3 separate regions of the Mus musculus genome follow, and all the other regions are linked to region 1. The links are chromatin contacts, called in public HiCAR-type and HiChIP or PLAC-seq maps. All regions are on one chromosome and are shown on one strand. The core of a region is the stretch at or near the end of the contact, and the rest is flanking DNA. Distances in the headings are between cores, read along the strand shown. Region 1 holds the start of Plcb4 (phospholipase C, beta 4). Region 2 holds the start of Crls1 (cardiolipin synthase 1). Region 3 holds the start of Fermt1 (fermitin family member 1).

Evidence for each region. HiCAR-type assays count read pairs that join an accessible place to other places. HiChIP or PLAC-seq counts read pairs in DNA pulled down with a chosen protein or histone mark.
Region 2: an H3K4me3 HiChIP or PLAC-seq map of stem cell-derived neural progenitor cells shows a contact between it and region 1, with 8 times the contacts expected there. The contact joins the promoter of Crls1 here to the promoter of Plcb4 in region 1. A contact is called at or near these places in 2 of 115 datasets of contacts at active chromatin or transcription factors (astrocytes and stem cell-derived neural progenitor cells).
Region 3: a HiCAR-type map of astrocytes shows a contact between it and region 1, with 7 times the contacts expected there. The contact joins the promoter of Fermt1 here to the promoter of Plcb4 in region 1. A contact is called at or near these places in 2 of 115 datasets of contacts at active chromatin or transcription factors (astrocytes and embryonic stem cells).

The regions. Positions count from the first base shown.
Region 1 is chr2:135,657,346-135,661,479 of GRCm38.p6, reverse strand. It overlaps Plcb4 (phospholipase C, beta 4), which reads right to left and starts at 1,933. Exons shown (of 39, transcript NM_001355153.1): 1 at 1,750-1,933.
Region 2 is chr2:132,844,927-132,849,060 of GRCm38.p6, reverse strand. Crls1 (cardiolipin synthase 1) reads right to left here and starts at 2,395. Exons shown (of 7, transcript NM_001024385.1): 1 at 1,936-2,395. The coding sequence starts at 2,244.
Region 3 is chr2:132,944,195-132,948,328 of GRCm38.p6, reverse strand. It overlaps Fermt1 (fermitin family member 1), which reads left to right and starts at 2,293. Exons shown (of 15, transcript NM_198029.2): 1 at 2,293-3,006. Gm14102 (a long non-coding RNA gene) reads right to left here and starts at 2,577. Exons shown (of 3, transcript XR_001783483.1): 1 at 2,522-2,577.

The DNA.
Region 1 (4,134 bases), core at 684-3,183:
AAGCCCTCCTGCGTGGGTGTGCATTTGTAAAGTAAAAGTAGAATTATTCCAACAGATGTAAATGTGCTCTCTGTGATCAAATGGAGTCTTTTGAAATTCTGTTTTGACAGTTACTTGTAAAACAGCATTTCCACAGCGATTAATTCAGAGCTGGTAGTGATATCATCAAAGCTAAATCAAAACTAAGTTCTGATGGCTGAGTAATAAAAGCGGGGAGGGGGCAGGGGAGCAGAGCACACTTGGGAGGCCAACACTCAGCCCTCTGCAGCACACTGTTACATGTGAAGATGCACTCCTTCTGTCAAACCAGTTTCACCAACATAAAAACGCTCAGAAAGTGAAATTCCATTTTAAAAGTAATTTTTTCTTACACGAGGTTCTCCCCAAGACACCAGTCATGTATTAAATGTCTACAGTGTAAAAAAAAAAAATAGATGATATAATAGATCAATACACCAGTTGAAAACTATGCAAGACTGTTCTGTGGGGGAAAAATTCGAGATTACATAACACAGTCAGTCAGGGATTACACCACAAAATCCTAGTGAGAGGAATTTCTCATCCTCTGTATCACTCTGCAACTTAGGATATTAAAGTTTGAAGGGTTCAAAATATTCGGTTCTCAGTTCAAACACATCTTTAAAAACATCAGTCTTAAAAATACTAAAAGGATTAAGTTGAAATTTTACACACACACACACACACACACACACATCTTCCTACCCTAAAGAGTAGTTCTTCACTTTCTGAGATCCTGGGAGTCCACCCAGGTAAAAAGTCACTGGTTGCTCTTCCTGGTCATCTTTATTTTATGGTCTGATTTTTCCTTAAAAGAGAAATTCAATTTTTTTCAAAGCATTATACACCTGCCTGTGCATGGACTTTACTGCTAGCCATGTTTATTCAACACATTATCTCCACCAATGGATAATTTAAATTTATGGACCACTATGCATCCCACTTCTACTTCAAAAGATGGCGACTGTCCATGAATGTTTTGCCCCAAATTAAATCTCAAGCCCCTTGCTTTAGAGAAATAGGAAGAAGCACTATAGAAGTTTAGGGTTATTTTTTTAAAGTCATATCTCAAATGCATGCATATTTGTGGAATATAAGACATTTGCCTTTCTAGAAATGCTGGCTTTATAACTCTAGAGTTGTTCAATTGGAAAATTCTGTGTTTTCACACTTAGATTCAGTAGTTTACTGAGTCTAAACTCAAAAATTGTACAATATAGACAATTTCTAATTGACTAAGAAAAAACAACTTTAAACTTCTGAAAATAAAGCAATGTTCTTTTACATGCTTTTAGGAGGCCCAGATACTGTCCTGAAGGAGCGCTTAGCCTGTCAGTGTCAACTGGAAACGGTCTATCATTCGTAAGCTGTCCCCAGAAGACGCTGAAGATGCACACGCACACACATTTACATGCGTTGCACAGTGCCAACTATTTCCAACCAAAATAATCATATACACGTCGAGCCGAGCTATTTCTAGCGCAGAAGAGGGTGAACGTCCGGGTAGGCAGAGGAAACCCAGTAGCAGATGATTGCCGGAGAGGCGGGTGGCGGCGGGGTCCCCTGCCTCCCGCGCAGGACGCCTCGCACCCCGCACCTGCACCGGGTCCCCGGCAGGGCAACCGGGGGCGCGCGCGCGCGTCCGGGACGCACCCGCGGGAAGCCGAGTAGCCCGGCGGGCTGGGAGCGGCGGGAGCATCCCCGGGCGGGACCCAAAGCGCCTTCTCCTACCTGTCACTTCCAGGCGAGTCGCTGCCGGGGATGCGGCCACCGCCGCCTCCGGGAGCCCCGCTGTGTTCGCGCGCGCGCGTGTGAGTGTCTGTGTGTGTGTGTGTGTGTGTGTGTGTGTGTGTGCGCGCGTGTGAGAGCCTGTTTGCGGCGCGGCTCCTGAGCCGCTCGCGCGCCGCCACCCCCTCCCCGCCGCCGCGGCCGCCGAGCCCCTCCGGCGCCGCCCCGCCCTCCGCCGCCTCCGCCCCCCACCGGCCAGCGCCTCCCCGCTGCGCTCACCTCGGCCGCCCGCTGCCCAGGGCGCCGCCCGCCCGCCGCTCCCGCCGAGCCGGGCCCCGTGCGGCCCCGGGCCCGCCGCCCCTACTCCCGGCCGCGACGCTGCCTCTGGAGCCCAAGCCGTCGCCTCGCAGCCCCAACCTGCCGGGCTACGGAGCATGCCCAGTGCGGCGCCCGGCGGGGCTGGGGGTGGACCGGGGCCGCGCGGGCCGGCCGGGGTGGGGGTTGGCTGTCCCGGGGTCGCCGCCGCCGCCTTCCCGGTGCAGGGTCTGGGCGCGCGCCCGTGGGGACTGAGCTGAGCCAGCAGCGGGACACCACGCGCCGCTGGCCACGGACTCAGCGGGTGCCCGGCCCGGGAGGAGGGGGTGCGAGCCAGCCAGAACCGGGAGCGGGGAGCGGGAACTGCGCTTTCGTCTATGTTACATTGAACAAACACGGAGAGCTTGTACACTGCAGCAGGCACTGTGAGACAGGGATTTTATTCATTCAGCCCGAAAAACAATCTGCCGGAGGAAGTACTACAACGGGCTCACACTGAGCCAGAAAGTGATTTCCAAAGTCTTCCCCCAAGTGATCCTGAGACGTGCACCCCACTCCACCCCCCCCCCCCAGACTTCGGTTCCAGGGATGCTGGGGATCGCTGTGGCCAGCTCTCCTTGTCCTTTGAACCGACACCCGGGTGCCCGAAGTCCTGCTGAGGCGGCCTGGCCATGTGCATCCAGCGTCACCCTTTGTGGAGACCCTACACTGGAGCCGCTCCGGAACTCCCCGAGGGCTTCCTCCTACCGAGGCCACTCGGCTTCCTCCCTCTCCTGCCTGGCGGCGGCCACCAAAACCCGGAGACGTGGCACCTGCGCACTGGGGACTGGGGCCCATGCTGGCGGCTGAACTGGGCATGCTCAGCTGCCTGAACTGGGCTGGCGGGTCAAGAGGAAAGGGGTCGGTTTAGAGGTTAGCTTAAAAAAAAAATGGAGAAGAGGGCAGAAGTGTAGGCACAAAGGAACAGTCCAGGCACCGTGGATACAGCAGTTGAAAACCCCAAAGTGTCGCACCCTTCGTTCATTCTGGCCGTTTCAGCATGGATAGAAAGAAAATAACCACCAAAAGTTGATCAACTAGTGTGATGTGTGATGGTACATGCCTGTAATCCCAGTTAGTTTACAGAGCAGCCTAAACTATACAGTCGGTTCAAGACCAACCTGAACCCTGTCTCAAAACGAGAAAGAAAAAAATAATTTACCAATTTAAGGGAGATGGACTGAGAGCTACTGACCACTCTCTAGCCAAACACAAAGCTTCAGATTTAAGTTAGCCTTGAAAAAGGTTTTTCTGCAGTGTCTGCCTGCCTGTCTGTGACAAAACCTACAGAAACATTCACTAAGCCAGATCAGCTTTTCCACCAAGGTTAAAAAGAGAATAAAGATGCCAGAGAAAGCTGATACTGCACTGGTCAGGGTCTTCATGCCAGTGTGTTAAGACTGCTTTTGAGAGTGCCGCAAACCGGGCACATGAACTGCCTGAAAGGCTTTTTAAAATGCAGATTTTCATTAGACAAGACAGAAGTAAAATCATATGTTCTCCATCTCTAACAACTCATTCTGATATTGCTGCTTGTAAGCTGAGGGCTTGGGGTAGTATTTTAGGCCTGCTTTCCCTGCATGTGAGAAAGCTGTGGCTCAGAAAGGGTAAGGAATTTGCCCCAGGTTGAGCAGCCAATAAATAGTATAGCTAAACTCAAACCAGTCCTTCAGGCCTTCTCTTGTATGTCTTATGTGCCTCAAATATTATCCCCAGAAAGGGGAGCTAGAAGCTATCACTTATGTGACTGACAGTTCTTAGCAGTAGAACTTAGTACATAATATACTCAAATATAGTTAATTAGTTGGTCTTTGATGGCTAACAAAACCACCAACACACCATAGCCTGAAACAATTACTGAGTGCTCACCTTTCTCTGGATGCGCTCCTGGGACTGGTATCAGCCGAGCAGTTCTTCGCTGCAGCCACACACACAAGATGCTTCTGCATGGGTTTCATACAGCAAGCTGCTAACTCCAGCAGCAAGAAACGCCAGTCCCAACTTAAGATAGTACTTCATACACTGCGCTTTTTA
Region 2 (4,134 bases), core at 1,146-3,645, 2.8 Mb after region 1:
TGACAACCTCAGTTCCCAGAACACACGTGGAGAGTGAAAAGACAATCCAGGGAAGCCGAGATCATGATGTGTATCAGTAGCAAGTATGTTTGCATGAACCAAAAGGGAAAAGTGGCAGCGCTCACTTCTCAAGATCATCTTTAAACAGCTCATGACCCACCTACCTCATAAGAAAAGGCATTGATACTAAGAACCCGACAGAAAGCGTGTCGGTGTAGAGGAATAATATGGTGGTTGTTGGAGGCAGGTGGAGAATACTGTCACTGAAAATTATAGAACTTCAAATTCTATAGGGACAATGGCCAAATCAGAAGCAATACAACCCTCTAAGCTGGAATCTTCTATTCAAGTAGGACTACGCTATATAGTTGTATGAAAACAAGCTCATTTCACCCAGGTTCAAAGATTAGAAATGTTCCTGAAATTTAGAAAAAGTATCAAGCTGCTGAGACAGCTCGAGATTTGCCCTGACCTTTGTATGTGTAATGAAAAGAGTAAGGCTATTGACCACACTGTGGAACAAAGTCAAATACTGACCCAATATTACAGCAACTCACAAAAGCTGGGAAGAGAGAAAGGTAGCTAGCTCAGGGCTGTGCTAGAAAGCAAAAGCCATCAGACTATGGCGGCACACGCCTTTAACTTGGGCACTCAAGAGGCAGAGGCAGAGGCAGGTGGATCTCAGAGGACAGCCTGGTCTACAGATTAAGTTCCAGGACAGCCAGAACTACACACAGAAACCCTATCTCAAAACTAAAACAAGCAAGCAAAAGCTGAGAATGAAGAGCTCCAAAGTTAGTCTAACACACTGAAAGAGCATGACTAAATAGAAAGCTGCACCCAGCCTCCTCACTTCCCTTGGTAAAGACACAACACAACTACAGCTGGCTACCAGGCCAGTAAGTGAGCCTGTGCCCCACAAAAAAATGTTCACCGGCTGGCATGGTGGTGGTGCAGGCCTTTGACCTCAGCACTCGGGAGGCTGCGGCAGGTGAATCTCATGAGTTCGAGGCCAGCGGATCAAGTTCCAGGACAGCCAGGGCTGTTACACAGAGAAGAGCTGTCTCGAAAAACAAAACCCTACAAAAAGCTCATTAATATCTAGTTATTACATTTGGACATTTGTGAAAGTCGACAAAGCTTAATCTCAAATTACCCAACCAGATAACCTGTGGCATACTCGGCCAACTGTGCTGGGAAGGGCTTCAGCCAGGTTGAGGGCAACTTCAAAGCATCCGGCGGCGTTCAATCTCCAAGAGTTTTAAAGCTAGGCCTGAAGCTGTGACCCCTGCCGGGGTGTGGCCACCTCAGCCCATGCTGTGTAACTGAGGAGAGCAGGGCAGTACAGTGGCCGCTGAAGACCTAACAATTGAAGATGTAATAATTGCATGGACTTGCTAACATGACATCAAAAGCTGGGCCACACTCATGCTCTGGTGTCACCTGCTTGGGAAGTTATCTTACCAGGCAAGGTGAACAAATCCTTCTGTTACGTCAAGAATAGTCTGAAGCTTTCTATAATACAAAGTTGAAAGATCTTTTCATTACAACCTAAGCCAGATAATTATCCTCCGTGATACTGCTAAAGACCAAAGGATGATGTAATCTGCACAAACGGACAGAAGGGCCGTTCTTATGGTTCCGCCGAACTTAACCCTGAAGATTCACTTCAAAAAATTAAAAACAGATTAACTAGACGAGCGATGGTTGTTTTTACCTATGCAACGTGTAGACACACCTCCCAGCAACGGGTGTGCACACAAGGGGATTACAGTGGGTTTCAACTTGGCCAGAGACTGTACCCGGCGGGGGACCCCTGAAGTTCACCAAGATCGAACGCCCTGGCTGCCCGTAACTTCCCAGAACACCGGGTGAGTGTCGCGACAGAGCGCCGAGCCCGTCACCTGCGTCCCGCCGACCCTCCCTCGCACGTACCGAGCTGGCGGCGCTCGCCGGGACCCATCGGGCGCTGGGGGCCTGCGCGGCGGCACCTCCTCCTCCGGCGGCGGGCTCCGGGGCTGCCTTCCCCGCGCCCGAGCAGTGGGTCCGCGGGCCGGCGCCGGGCAGCCGCAAGGCGAACGCGGCCGGCCGCAGCCGCCAGCGCTCAGCCAGGCAGCCGAGGCAGCAGGCCGCGGGCGGCAGCAGGGCCCTGCGGGAGCCGCCCCTGCCGAGCCGCGCCCCCGGAGGCCGGAGGGCCACGCGAAGAGGGCCCCACGCGCCGCGCGCCACGCGCCAAGCCAACATGGCCGTGTGGCCTCCACGGAGTCCAAGAGTCGAGAACTCAGACGCCCCTGGCACCGGCTGCCAGCTTCTCTAGAGAAGTCGAGCGGTGCCGAGGCCGTATGGACAGCTCCATACTAATTTCTACACTCTGGCACTTTCCGCTTATACAGGTGGCCTGAACCGCCAAGGGAGTCAGCTTTCACGACGTTTTCACGACACCCAGCCGCTCTGCTCACCGGCGCCCCCGCGCGGCAGCGGCGAGCACGAACAGCTAAGGCCCGCAGGTTAGGAAGACCTGACTAGTGAGTAGAGCCGCTAGTGCCTGCAGGCTAAGAAGAATGACAGGTAGGGAAGACCAAGAGCGAGTGCCACGTGGCCACAGGAAGCCACTTATATCAGGCCTGCCTGATGCCAAGTGGCCCGCTGGTGTGCATGGCTCTGTATTATCACTGGAGATGTAAAGCATTAGTGTTGGCATCAAAGTAGTTAAGTACCTACTCTGCTTCCTTAGCACTAAATGCATATGAATAGAGCAAAGGGAAATGTCAATAATAGCAATCACTAATTGTTTACTTGGGAAGTGCTTACTGTATGCGTTATAGTGTCATTATTTATCCTCTCAACAACTCTAACATGCCTTCTGTATTTGCCTTTACTTTTACAGGTACAGAAGCCCGTGGACAGGAGAAACCTGCTTATTCTAAGTCTGAATTAGAAACAAATCAGTTCACTGTTATAACCTTACCTAACCTACCATTTTGTTATAGATTTGAGCTTGAACCCAGGGCCTTGAATCCAGGTCGGGCAAGAACCAAACCAGTGAAAGGTCACCACGTGGTGATGTCTTGCAGTCTTTCCACTGTTCTTCAGCCCAGTCTGTGATGGCACACACTCACCTGGAAGTTGTTCGTAAAGCCCACATCACATTTGACGATTGTAGTCTTTTTTTTTTTTTTTTCCAAGACAGGGTTTCTTTGTGTAGCTCTGGCTGTCCTGGAACTCACTCTGTAGACCAGGCTGGCCTCGAACTCAGAAATCCGCCTGCCTCTGCCTCCCGAATGCTGGGATTAAAGGCGTGCACCACCACGCCCGGCTAAGGATTGTAGTCTTAAGGAGCTTTTTATCAAGATCATCTTTATTTTGTTTTGGTTTTTGCGAGAGGCCTAGACTTTTCTTTTTAATTAAAAAAGGAAGAAAGAAAAATGAAGAAAAGGAAAGAAGAGGAAAAGAGAAGAAAAATCTAAGCAGTGGTATGAAACAAAGAGAAAAAGAAGTAAAAAGATAAATCCAGGTGGCCGTGGTGCATGCCTTTAATCCCAGCACTTGGGAGGCAGAGGCTGATAGATATCTGTAAATTCCAGGTCAGCAAGGGCTACACAGAGAAAATCTGTCTCGAAAACAAAAACAAAGTCAGTTTCTGTTCATAATTAGAGTTACATCCCCTTGTATATAGTCTTAGCCTTAGTCATCCCCTTGTATACAGTGGTCTGATCGGCCCATTTTGGGATGGATGGGTCAACTGATGGAGCTGCTTGCAGCTAATCTAACCAGCTGACTTTGATCATATTTATATCAGCTACCACTTGGTTCCTTCAAGTCAGGGTTTAATATTTCTATGGTATTCTATGGCATATTATCCCTCATTTCATTTTCATTTTGCATTTACTATCAGTTAAATATTCGTTGTAAAATACTAGGATTTGCTTTATTTTGGTTACTCAGCGCACACTGCTTTTTGTATGTGTGTAGGTGTGGGGGCAGAGGCTGATGCTGAATGGCTTCATCAGTTCAGGCTGGCCAGGGAGCTTCAGGAAACTGCCTCTCCTCCCTCCACCCAGCGTTAGGGTTACAAATGAAGCATCCTTGGCTTTTTACATGAGGATCTTACTCAGACTTAACCAACTGAGCCAT
Region 3 (4,134 bases), core at 1,044-3,543, 2.7 Mb after region 1:
CACTACATGTAAAATTTGACGATAAGTCACTGTGTGTTTTCCTTTTGTGTTACCTCGTCTAGGTCCACATCTAGCTAACACCATGACTAAGGGAATAAATAGGCAGATTAAGTTCACCGCTGATTAATATGCATTAATTAATTAAATAAAAGACTCAGTATTGATTCTGCTTGTGTTTTAAAGAGAAAAAGAGGGTAGGTGTGTATATGTGTGTAGGTGGGTGGGTGGGGGTTATAAAGGATGTGTGTGTGTGTGTACCTGAGTATGGGTGTGTGGATATGTGTACATGGGCATAGGTATGTTTGTATATATGTGGGTGTGTGTATGTGTACATGGGTGTGTGGAAGGGTGTGAAATGTTAAAGTCTAGAATGCACTTTCTAATCCATCTTGTACTCATGATCTCTACCCATTTCAGAAAACTTAAAATAACCAAGTGATAAGTAAAATTTTATATCACAAGTCTAGGATACATGTTATGGAAGAAAATCACAAATATATTTAACCAAACAAGACAGACACAGAATAATACATATATTATATTCTGTTTAAATGAACTGCAATAACTGCAAAACCCTTCTGAGAATGGTGGCTGGTTTTTGTTTTTGTTTTTGTTTTGTTTTTGTAATCATGGTTGAAAACTCAAGGTTCAGATGCAATAAGCATTGCTTTAAGATTGGGAGCCGGAACATATTCCCTTGTTGCTGGGGACAGCAGCCAGCCAGCCACCCTCTCATGAGGGAGGAAAAAAACCACTATTCTCTGGTAAACCTTGCTACCAACCATATTTGAAGACTGAGTATTAAATTCATTTCTACTTCAAGATTCTGTCAACTTACAATGAGCTTTTGGAGATGTGATCCTATCAAAGTCGAGGAGCATCTGTATAAATTTTTAAAATAACAGCAAGGAGGACACCTAAAAGTTGCTGAATTCTTTAGTGCAATCCAAAGGGATTCTTTAATACAATTTTCTTTAGTATAGGTTTATTGCAATTTTCGGTGGGATGGGAAACCTGCACAGGTAGTAAAAGAGCCATTAATCTTCTAAGGTCACACTGCAGACCTTGAACCTGTACAGGCTCAGGTCTGATTGCCCAGGAGCAGAGTTCTCAGAAAGCAGGTCAGGAAAGGAATGCCGGCTGCCCAAAGTCAAAGCAGATTGACCTGGGAAAAGCAGAGTCAGGTGACAGCCCCATCCCTATGGCTAACTGTACTAAGAAACTTCCTCTGTTTTAGTTAGGGCCACGGTTGCTGTGATGAAACACCATTATCAAAAGCAAGTTGGGGAGGAAAGGGGTTATTTTGCTTACACTTCCATATCTACGTTCATAATCGGAGAACGTCAGGTCAGGAACACTACATTACCTCCCAGCACCTCACCTGGCCACTACCCCAACACTCCATCCTATCACCCCACCCCCACTCTTGGGCAGAAACCTAAAGCAGGGAGGCTCATCCTGTCTTCTTGTAGAACCCGGGACTATTAGCCCCGGGGTGGCCCCACACACAACGGGCTGGGGTGTCCCACATCAATCACTACTTAAGGAAATGCTCTACAGGTTTGCCTACAGCCAGATCTTACAGAGGCAATCTCATTAACGTCACCTCCTCCGATGACTCTAGCTTGCTGTCAAATTGACATAAAACTGGCAGTATTTACCCTAAATTCTTAATGATTTTATTAGTAAAATTTCTTCTGTGCATGCCGAGGAAGGAACTCAGGGACAGGTGCTCTGCCACGGAACCTAGCCCTCTGCCCTTAAGACCCTGCAATTGTTAATAAAGTTCAAATGATGTCTATTTATTTAGGGATTGGGGCTAGAATGTAGAGTGGTGTGTGTCCTGGAAAGCTCTATACCACCGAACTTTTAATTCAAATGTAAAATACTTGCAAGCCAAAACAGTTCCTAAATATTGTGATGTTCGAATAACAACAACAACAACAACAAAGATTTGGCTATAAATTTCGGGATATTTTCGATTTAAGAAGTTAACGGCAGAGTCACCTCATTGGTACACATACTGCGTACCATTGATGCGGCATGATGCATAAAGTTTCCCAAGGAGCGGCTGCCACCCAGCCTTCTACTTATTTCCAGTTAAAGAACTATTGTTTTCTTAACCACCGTATCCCCAGGGCCCTGCCCCAGGCCTGGCACAGTAAGCTTTCAACCTAATGTACGCTGTACAGGGGGAGGGGGGGAATTACCCAAAGTCTCCCACACTTCCTGGGCGGGCAGCTGTCTGGAGAATCTAACAGGAAAATAACAGATGACTGCCTGCGGTGAGCCACTCTAGGAGTGGTCCAGCCTTTGGCTTGGAGCTCAGTCTGATCAGAGGGGGCTTCCTCCTGCCAGACCTCACCTTTTTTGGAGGACTGACATCACCCTTTTACTCAGAGGTGAATCGCCTCTGTGCATGCCACCTGTCTGGTCAGGCTTGCTCCAGAACTCTGCATAGATAGACAGTTGCAGACAGGAAGGGATTCTCCCTGGCCCCGGGTATCAGTGACGAATTTACCTAAGAGGCAGAGAAAAAGGCTGGGCCTTGGGTCCTGGGCCAGTACCAGGGCTTCAGGGTACCCAGAACGTTGGCGGCGTCCAGGAAAGGCCATACAAAAGTGGAGGCGGGAGGGGAGGAGTGTGTTCCAGGCTGCTTGGCTCCTGTCTGGAGCAGCCCTGCGGCTCCCTTCAACCCTTATTGTATCTGCAGCCTTCTCCTACTCGGAGCGAGAGCAAGACCTAGCAGGCTGGGCTGGACGTGCCCCCACCTGCCCGCCGCGCTAGCCTGCGCCGCCAAGCTGTGGCCCCGGGACTCGGACCGTGCTTGGGTGCTGGGAGGAGGACTCCAGCAGCTCTACTGGCTGTCGCGAGGTCCCCGCAACATCACTGGACCCGCTGTACCTTGGTGCGGTCCCGCGAGACCCCTGCTCGCCCAAGGCGGCCTCTGGGGACGCAGCTGTCCACGTGCGAGCTGCAGACTGGACGCGGCAGGCTCCATAGCAGGTGAGCTCTCCCGCTGAGGATTGGGATTAGCCAGGCTGGAACTCTCACCGCGAAGACTTGGGACCTCTGCCCCCTTCTTTTCTGCAGCTCTGTGCAGTTAAACGGTTGTTGAATTGAAATAATTTTGTCTGGAGGTGATCACCTCGGGCCCAGGAATCTGATCGTGCACAGGAACGCTTTCGGTCGGCGCGGGCTGCTTTCATTAATGGGCAAAGGACAGGTGACTGGGCACCTAGAACCCTGCGACACCCTGCCAAACCGAGCGTCCGTGTTATATTCCGGACTTTTTTTTCTTTTTTCTTCCCCGCATTCTCTTTGAACCGGGGCGGAGCGACCTTCACCAGGGAAGGTAAATCCAAGGTGCCTTGTTGCCTCCTATTTCGGTCTCCATGGGTGAGCTTCCACCCAGCTGAAGTTTGCTCCACAAGTAACAACTTGTTGTTGAGGATGAGAACCTCAGGCCAAACTGAAGGCGCAGAGAGATAGGAAAGGAATGTGGGAAAACCAGCTCGTCTTCATTTTAGGAGGAATTTTCGTTGTAAGGGATCTGTCCATTTTCTATACAAATGGGTTAATCACTCCAATCAGGAAAACTAAGGACCCTGTGTCCTTTGTTTTAAAATTGACCCTGAAGGCCCAGAAAAATGAGCAAAACTAAATCATCTTTTTTAAAAAAATAAAGTTAGCTTTTTATGTGCAAAACATTATTTGAAACTCAGCCTCAAAAAAAAAAAAAAAGAAAGAAAGAAAGAAAAGAAAAGAAAAGAAAAGAAAAGAAAAGAAAAGAAAAGAAAAGAAGAGAGAAAAGAAATAGCATTTTGGACATTGCAAGGCTCTTCCGTGTCGAGTTGGCCCTGAAGAGGCTGTTTTTATTGTCTCTTCACTGCTGATCTGTTTGTAGAAATGATAGGTGTTGTTAAAAAGCTAGAATTCATTCGCGTGTTAAGAGTTTTCTCTTCTGTTGTTGCAAAATCACCAAGGACGTTTCTCAGAGTGATGTAAGTTTAGAGTAAGGGGGATGATTCCTGTTTGGGTCCCCCCACCGAACTTGATATGATTTGCCGTGAGGTATCCTACCTTCCCTCAACCCCAGTTTCCTCGTTTTAAAATGGGTGTTGGTGAGAGTGA